Linked DNA regions of Mus musculus: region 1 is linked to region 2. The links are chromatin contacts, called in public HiChIP or PLAC-seq maps. All regions are on one chromosome and are shown on one strand. Each heading gives the region's core, a stretch centred on a gene start, on an enhancer-like site or on the middle of the called end of the contact. The rest is flanking DNA. Distances are from core to core; before and after follow the strand shown. Region 1 holds the start of Nhlrc1 (NHL repeat containing 1). Region 2 overlaps Kif13a (kinesin family member 13A).

Region 1 (4,062 bases), core at 1,332-3,831, 140 kb after region 2:
GTATAAAAGGATATCATTTTGTTGACACAACATTAGTTCTTATCTAAAGCAAACTCTCACCTCTCAAAAGCATCCCCAGAAAACATTTTCATGCTGCCCCAGAGGTGTAAGTTATTTGGTATAATTCCAACATCCCTGAACTCAAAGATTTTTGTGCTTGCTTAAAAAAAAATAGAGAGGATCAGCATTTCACCCCAAATATTCTCCACTCCTCCCCTCAATTACAGCACTGAGGAGCCCTTACATTGTCAAGGCTGTGCTTCCATTCAAGACACGTTTCCAGCACTCTAAAAGGACGAAGACTGTTTATTAAGTACAGTGTTTGAATCACATTTCAAATTACACAGAGAAAAGCCTCCATCACAAAGTGCTTCAGGCGTCAGAGATTTACCACACCAAACAAAATCACTTCTGCCATCAATGTGCTGGGGCAAGATCTAATTAACACGAGTCTCATATGCCCATGACGCTAGCAGGCAGTGGCTCTGCAGATTTTTCTCAAATTATCACTGCGGGATAGTTCCCAGTGCCCATAGAGGAAGAAGAAAGAGGGGGAGAGAGGGAGAGAAAGAGAGGGAGAGAGAGAGAACACACTAGTCCAGCTTAGCCTCAAAATTACTAGGTAGCTAAGCTGCAGATTGCATTGAACTTCCTGCCTCCACTTCTCAGGATTTGGAGTTCTGGCACACACTATCATCCTGGCAGCCTTTGCCTTATAAGGAAAGAGCTCAACTTTGTTTCTTGTTCAAATCTTGGAACTGGTAATAAGCTATCTACTCTACCTTTGGGGGAGCTCACAGCTGAAGGTGATGGACAACTTCCCTTTTCTCCTAAAATCCCCATGAAGACCCCTTTCTTGTCTTTGTGCACTTTACCAGTTACCCACTTGTAAGGAGAACATACATACATAAGACACAGCTCACAGTTTTTGTTGTTGTTGACGACATCTAACATCATATCTAAGAGCAAGTGGTTTGGAGCCAGAACTGAATTCAACTGTCCCAGTGAATACAACTCTAAAGAAACCATACTGAATGCTCTGGGTCTGTCTTCTCATCTCCCAAGTGGACGGATAATAGGAATTAACATCGCTGTGTGTTAAGAAGCAAACAGGCTAAGATCTGCAAATTTCTTAACACGGGAACAGGCATTCACCGAATGACAAATTTAATTATTAGTCTTTTAAAACTGCCTTAGTAACTGCTTTTGCCATTCAGTTACCATTACTTCTGTCTGGATGGATGGGTGAGACCAATTCACTCCCAATGACACCAAGATTTCTGACTCCTGGCTTCAGGATCCCCATCACCCTCCGTTGCCCTCCATCACTTTAAAGACTTTTATAGAATGGGATGCAGTATCCAGCACAAGAAGAGAATTCTCCTTGGTGAAGGCCAGTGCCACAGGACGGGAGAGGCCGTGAGTGATTATAGGCTTCAGGGCTGGGAATTCTTCGGGTTTCCCCAAGCAGACGATGGCTGGACCAGAGGTGTCAGCAACAATCACGTTTCCTTGGTGATCGAAGGTCACAGCAGAGGCAGTTACTTTGGAGGGGAAGAGGAGGTTCAGCCCGAAGCTATCCACCTGGCCAATCAGCTGCATAGTGGAGTTGAACACCTTCACCCTTGTGTTGTTACAGCCAGTCCTCCCAAAGGCACAAGGATGCTCTAGGACCGCGATGGCCCCCGTGAGCCATGACACTGCCAACCCACGGGGACTGCATAGGTGAGCTTGCAACCTCTCAATCCTCCGAAGGACCCCTTCAGGGAAATCCGCTTCCAGCAGGTGCAAAGTCCCTGCCTCTGCATCAGTCACCAGGACCCCATTGTGAGGGGTGATCTCCACACCCCAAGGCAGGGAAAACTGCTTTCCCACAACCAGCTTGATCTGGCCAAAGAAATCAAACACTTTGAGGGAGCAGTCGCCAGCGTCGGTGACAACCACATGGCAGTCGTTGGTGACGGCGACATCCAGTGGGTACTTCACGTCGTGCGCTGCGTCCCCCTTTTCTCCAAACTGGTGTGCACCTCCTCCTCCGGAGTCAAAGATCTTGACCCGTCTCTTCCCGTCGTGCACGACCACTACCCGTCCGGTCTTGGGGCACAGTGCAAGCCCTGTGGGGTTCACTAGGGTCCCCCACCCGCCGAAGGCGTGGTAGCAGGTGAGAGTCCCCGGCGCGAAGGGGGCGGCGCTGAGGGCAGCCGGGGACGCGTGGAGGGTGGAGCCCAGGAGCTCCAGGAGGTGCAGCACCGGCAGGCAATCGCTGGTGTCACAGGCTCGGCAGGCCCGCCGGCAGAAGGGACACTCGAGGCCCAGCGTCCGCGGGTGCGCGAGAGCGGCGACACAGGCCAAGCAGACCACGTGGCCGCAGGGCAGGTTGCGCGGGCGCCGCTGCTGCCAGTGGCCGAACCTCTCGAAGCACACCTTGCACTCCAGCAGGCTGACCTCCGCCTCCCGCACCAGCTCGGGCCGCACCCCAGCCGCTGCCACCGCCGTCGCCTCCTCCCCCATTGCTCCCGCTGCTCCGCTGCCTCCGCGCAGCCCTCAGTCACGGCCACGGTCACGGTCACGGAGCGGGGCATGCGCTCTGACGCAGGGCGCACACTGCCACCCCCTGGCGGACGCACGACGCAGTCGTCCGCATGCGCCGTGCGCAGACCTGGGATAATCACGTCACGGGTGGAAGATTCCAGGATTAAAGATTGAGACATGTCAGCGGGTGTGGGGGCGGGGTGTGATGAGTGGGTCTCTCCGTGTCCTCCTGTAAGTGACAGCTAGTCTCTCAGGGATGGTGCCCAAACGGACTGCCAGTCAGCTTCGCTGGGAGGTGGGTACCAGGGCTAGACAGGAACAAGACATGGCTCCTAGTCTCTGTATAGTAAGATTCTGAAGACAGAGACACAAGAAAGAAGATAACTTCAAGGGGCAGATGTGCATTCCTCTCTGCTGTGTTTTTTCCTTCTTGTGAGAAGGTAGCTACGTAGACGTCAAAGAATTGGGTGTGATAGTTGTGATGCCGGGACTCAGGCGGCAGAAACAGGAGAACAGCTGTTGGTGGTTAGTTGGAGGCCAGCCTAGGCTACAGTGCCTAAAAAAACAAACCCCCAAACCAAAACAAACAAAAGAATACTTGTGAAGTGGGTTTGTGTGGAAGGGATATTTTGAAAGCTGTTAGCTTTCTCGCATGGTGGTCTACATAGTGAGTTCCAGGCCAGTTAGAGGCACAAAGGGAGACCCCGTCTCAAAAACAAACAAAACAACAACAACAAAACTTGTTAGTTAGTAGCAGTTATAGAATTCGCTCGTGCCTGCCTTCTTTTAAGTGGTTTTCATTCACTTTTATTTAAGCCTCATGGAGGCCGTGATTGGAAGGCAGGCAGTTTGACTACACGGCATCTCACTGATCATCAGATATGGTTTTGTATGACAAATGTTTGAGTCTCCTTGGCAAAGGCTTAACTGCACCAGTGTGGGCTGAGGGGCACTGTGAAGGGGATTATAACGTACAGGTAAGTTCGAGCCAGCGGTTCCTCCCTGCAATGCCTTCCATCCCGAGAAAGATTGAAAGTAAAGGGGCTGAAGCGATGGCTCAGTGGTAAAGAGTGCTTGCTGCCCTTCTGGAGGACATGAGTTCAGTTCTCCGCACCATCTGTAACCCCAGCTCCAGGGAATCCAGAGTCCCCTTCTGGTCTCCATGCATTTGCAAACGTGTGAGATACATTCACATAAACATATACACCTGCAAATAAATAAGTATAGGAAATATTTCAAAACTGGAGAAATGATTGACAATAAAGATGATCGTGGAAGTATCCTAATCTTATGGTCAGTATAATCTTCCGAAATCCATTGGGGGTATTCAAAGCTCTCATTTTCGGAGTTAACTGTCTTACATGAACAAGGTGCTGGCCAAAACCATGTATTAGAACATTCTTATTCACAAAAAGGCTGTGATCATGATTGGTTACCCTCTTGTTCCATAGACTTCCAAGAAACTGGAGGACTCAAGCCTGTGTTAACACTCTTCGAGAGAGAAATTCTTTGGAAGGCCAAGGAAAACAA
Region 2 (4,220 bases), core at 830-3,329:
ACGGATCCCCAGAGCACGTGGAATTCACAGTTCTGTGACGTCATTTTGTCTAATGGCTATCCATCACGACTGGCTCCTTCTGCCCTGTTCACAAACATTATCAAGGTGGGACGACACCCAAATCAGTCCTCCCACAGCACAGCTGGGGCCACAGGCACCACTGAGGCCACGTGCAAGGCTGTCTCTGTGGAGCCTCTCTTTGGTGAGTTCAACAAGGACTTCCACGTCCCTGCTCCTGGTCACTATGGCTACGATTCCCCAAGGGTGGAGAAATTCACACTGGGTTTAACCACAACAAAATTAAGCAGAGAGAGAGAGAGAGAGGAAAAAAAACCCAAAACAAAACAAAAAACCCACATGGGTTTTGAGCAGTTTTTTGGTCCTGTCTTCAAAAGTATTACACTGAGGAGTTTGGCAAACACATCAGCACAGAACACATATACTAGCCTCAGGTCAGGAGCGAATGGGGTGTGCTGGCACTACAGTTCCATTTATTCAGAAGGCTGGAGCGGGAGGCTTACTTGAGTCCAAGGAGAATACCATCTCAAACCATGAGGATCACGCCCACAAACCAAGAGTAAAGCACACTATGAGGTGAATCGCAGAATACAATGTATCTCAGTCTAGATGCTGCTACTAAAGACTTGACTCCAATTCACGGGGCCTTTTGGGAGGGATGGTGCTTTTTAACTTTCTGTTACTACTTTTATTTCCAAAGTAACTTTCCAGTCACATGAAAGCTTGTATCACTTATGCTACCATTAACAACAATACTTTTCCTCTCTGTAGTACGGGGGAATCAAAACCTCACACATGGGAGGTAAAGCACTCTGCCATTGGATGGCATTTCACTTCCTACATTAAGGAGTCAGAAACCTAGCTGGGTTTTGATGGCGCAGGCCTTTGATCCCAGCACTCAGGAGGCAGAGGGAGGTGGATCTCTCTGTGTTCAAAGCCAGCCTGGTCTACAAAGAGAGTCCAGGACAGCCAGGGTTATTATGTTACACAGAGAAATCCTTTCTAGAAAAGCAGAGCTAGAGTGAGGAAGGAAGGAAGGAAGGAAGGAAGGAAGGAAGGAAGGAAGGAAGCAAGCAAGCAAGCAAGCAAGCAAGCGTGCCAGAAACCAACATCAGGCTCTGTACAACAGTTCCTAAAGGTCCAAGTCAAGACCCACGGCTGCCTTTTATGAGAGCCTGTCCCAGCATGGTGGTTATGGGCATAGATGCTAATGCCGAGCTTCACCCAATCTCCCACTCTGCTACTTTGTAGCAAAATGACACTGGACACAGTGTTTAAACTTTCAGTGCTGGCTCCCCCAGCTGCCACATAAAAGGTGCAGTGAGGGTTAATGGAATTAATATTCATGAAGTCTTTGGAGGAATCAGAGCAGCACACAGGCTACAAGAGCCTCCACTGTCAGCCCCTTTTACTCACAAATGCCCTCTCTCCACCTGACACCTGCTGGTGCCGGGGCCAGATGCTTGTTAACTTTGACAGCCTGCAGGACTGGCCACTTGAGGGCTCCACACAGAGAGGTCCCTGAGTCAGCAGCCCACTTAACTCCGCAAGGCATCTATGCAGAACCATCTATTTTCAAGGTCACATTGAGTTGAATCGCCATGGCCGGAAATCATGTCTATTACAAAACGAGATCTTAGGAGGCATGCTGACCAGGCAGGATGTCATTTTTCATTCCGTGTCCAATACAGACCTGGGAGCTGCAAATAGAGGTGCCAATGATATGTCTGTGACAAAAGTCACAGGGGTAGTTAGCACTTACAGTGATGTCATCCTCTGGGTTAGAATGTACATGATTAAACAAACAAACAAACAAACTAGATAACACAACAGGGATAGAAATCTTTGATTTTAAACCTAAACGTGCTTTTAAACGGCTAAAGAGAGATCCACAGATCTATTTGAAATTCCACCCAGTGCAGAAGACGAATTGGGAGTAACATGGGGCCCAGAAGTCATAAACAGGCAAGTCTGAGGTCGGTCTGCAAAGGCGTGGGATCACTATAAGGCAGCTGCAGATGTCCCTTCCCGCTATGCCACGCACGCACCCTGGCCCAGCAGCTGCAAAACCTGCATCATTTCTAGTACTTCCAAATGGATTGCAAGCGTCTCATTTGCACGTGCTATTTATGTGGTCAGCCACAAACAAACAAGCTATTTGCCCAACAGGCAAACAGCCAACAGGAACCCAAAGAAAACCTTCCTGACGGAATTCTTCAGGATTACACAGGTCCCTGAAAGTCCTGCTGGAAGTCCATGATTTGGGCAAGTCATGGGGGGAGCGGGAGGCAAGTCAGAAGAGCAAAGTCCATGTAGACACCCAGGTGAGGAGAACGCTGTACTCTAAGCCAGCCTGAGATACGAACAAGTGGCTGAAGCTCAGCAGTTTCTCCTCTGTTGTGACCTGAGCTGGTTATCCACAGGAAGGCAATGAAAAGCCAACACCCAACTTCCATCCTAACTTAAAAGGCAAAAAGAGAAAGGGAAGACCATTGGATGCTCTGAATTGACAACCTTAATTATAAAAGCCATCAGCAGCACTATTCCAAAACCAAAAAGGACAAACTCAACTTCAAAGAAAAAACAAAACCAAACCAAACAGTTCCATAGCTGGACACTGAGCCCATAATCTCACAGAGCTGCCCGTGGGGTCTGTGCGGCCACCAGAGGTTCTGCTGTGTATCCACGACTACAGAAAGCTTTCTCCATCTACCTCACCGCTAGGAGGTTGACGCTGACTTTGGAACATATTCTGCATGCTGCAAATGGTTCTCGACACCCTATCTTTTGAGTTCTCATTCAAATAGGAGGGAGACAGCCCTCATTTCTCAGATGGGTAAACTGCCCATAGGAGTAGCCACATGGTTGCCAGCGAGATGACTCAGCAAGATGACTCAAGATGACGCTGCTGAGCCCAAAGATCTGCGTTCAAATCCCTGGGACCCACATGGAGGAAATTAAAAACAGCTCCTACAGGTTGACGTCTGACCTCTACCCATACATGGTAGTATGTGTACACACACACACACACACACATACACACACAAAATCAATCAATCAATGTAAAAAAAAAAAAAACTCCTTTAAAAATGAAATTAGAAGTCATATGGCCCCTGCAACAACCTCTTATTCTTTTTTAGTTTTTTAAAGTTGTATTTATTTATTATTATATGTAAGTACACACTGTAGCTGTCTTCAGACACCCCAGAAGAGGGCATCAGATCTCATTACAGATGGTTGTGAGCCACCATGTGGTTGTTGGGATTTGAACTCAAGACCTTCTAAAGAACAGTCAGTGCTCTTAACCGCTGAGCCATCTCTCCAGCCCCTCAACCTCTTATTCTTATAGGGAAGGGCCAGCCATGTTCCTGACGGTGTCCACAGAAGGCAGTCTTCTACTTCTACTCACCAATTGAGAGCTCATTAGACTCTCCTACCACTCAGCTCTCACATGTAGCAATCCCCCCTACCCCACACCCTACCCCACACTACTGCTCTCTCCTTGGCACAAAGGTCTTTCCCTTGAGACCTTCCCCAGGTCCCCATTCTGGACTCTGGAATGGCTACTGTCCCTTCATTGCCCCCATATCCACTCTACAGCAAGCTGCTCCAGGGTGATGTCCAGATCTGCCTGGCTCCCTGTCATCTACCCCCAGTTCTAGGATTGTGGGTTGGGACCTCCTATGTGGTTACATACAAAATGAGGGGGAGGCGGGCACAAAAAGTTCGACAATGCCAAAAGGTTTCTGAACACACAACTACTAAACACGAGCTCAAATCAAATGTACAACTACTCTAAGTTTTCCCAGGGCTTGCCAGGTTTGCATTCTGTGACTTCACGGCTGTCTCTGCTCTGTGGTACACGCCAGGACACCATGCAATGCCGATACAATCTGCCTGACACACTGTGGCCCGGATTTAAAACTACTGTGTGTCAGTCATCGAAATGTCTTCACTGCAAGTGTGAAGTTTTCGGTTCGTATAGAAACAGTAAGGAGGTGACTTTCCAAAACAATGATTTGTGCTATGTTTCAGCATGTAACGATCAGAATCATGGGATTGCACCATCTTAGAGTGCTTGGTTTAAAAACTGCTGCTAGAGATGCTGGTATGAATTGCAGGGTTTTTGATTTGTTTGGGTTTTTTTTTTCCCTCCTTTTTTAAATCATTTAATGAATTTTGGCTTGGGATGAGAAGAGAAT

The links. HiChIP or PLAC-seq counts read pairs in DNA pulled down with a chosen protein or histone mark.
Region 1: an H3K27ac HiChIP or PLAC-seq map of oligodendrocyte precursor cells shows a contact between it and region 2, with 3 times the contacts expected there. The contact joins the promoter of Nhlrc1 here to the enhancer-like site in region 2. A contact is called at or near these places in 1 of 39 promoter capture datasets (hippocampal neurons), 5 of 484 Hi-C or Micro-C datasets (bone marrow-derived macrophages, cardiomyocytes, cerebral cortex and 2 more), 13 of 115 datasets of contacts at active chromatin or transcription factors (bone marrow-derived macrophages, cardiomyocytes, craniofacial prominence and 9 more) and 4 of 9 other capture datasets (adipose tissue, embryonic stem cells, liver and 1 more).

The regions. Positions count from the first base shown.
Region 1 is chr13:47,012,269-47,016,330 of GRCm38.p6, forward strand. Nhlrc1 (NHL repeat containing 1) reads right to left here and starts at 2,582. Exons shown (of 1, transcript NM_175340.4): 1 at 289-2,582. The coding sequence starts at 2,511. The coding sequence ends at 1,306.
Region 2 is chr13:46,870,887-46,875,106 of GRCm38.p6, forward strand. All of the region lies in intron 2 of Kif13a (kinesin family member 13A), which reads right to left. Among named protein-coding and RNA genes, the nearest start is that of Gm22960, 30 kb to the right of the region's middle. Within about 2 kb of position 2,080, at least 27 of the 459 cell types and tissues checked have an H3K27ac peak or open chromatin away from gene starts, as enhancers often do. A contact at or near this core is called in cerebral cortex, forebrain, heart atrium and 3 more, where this site is marked.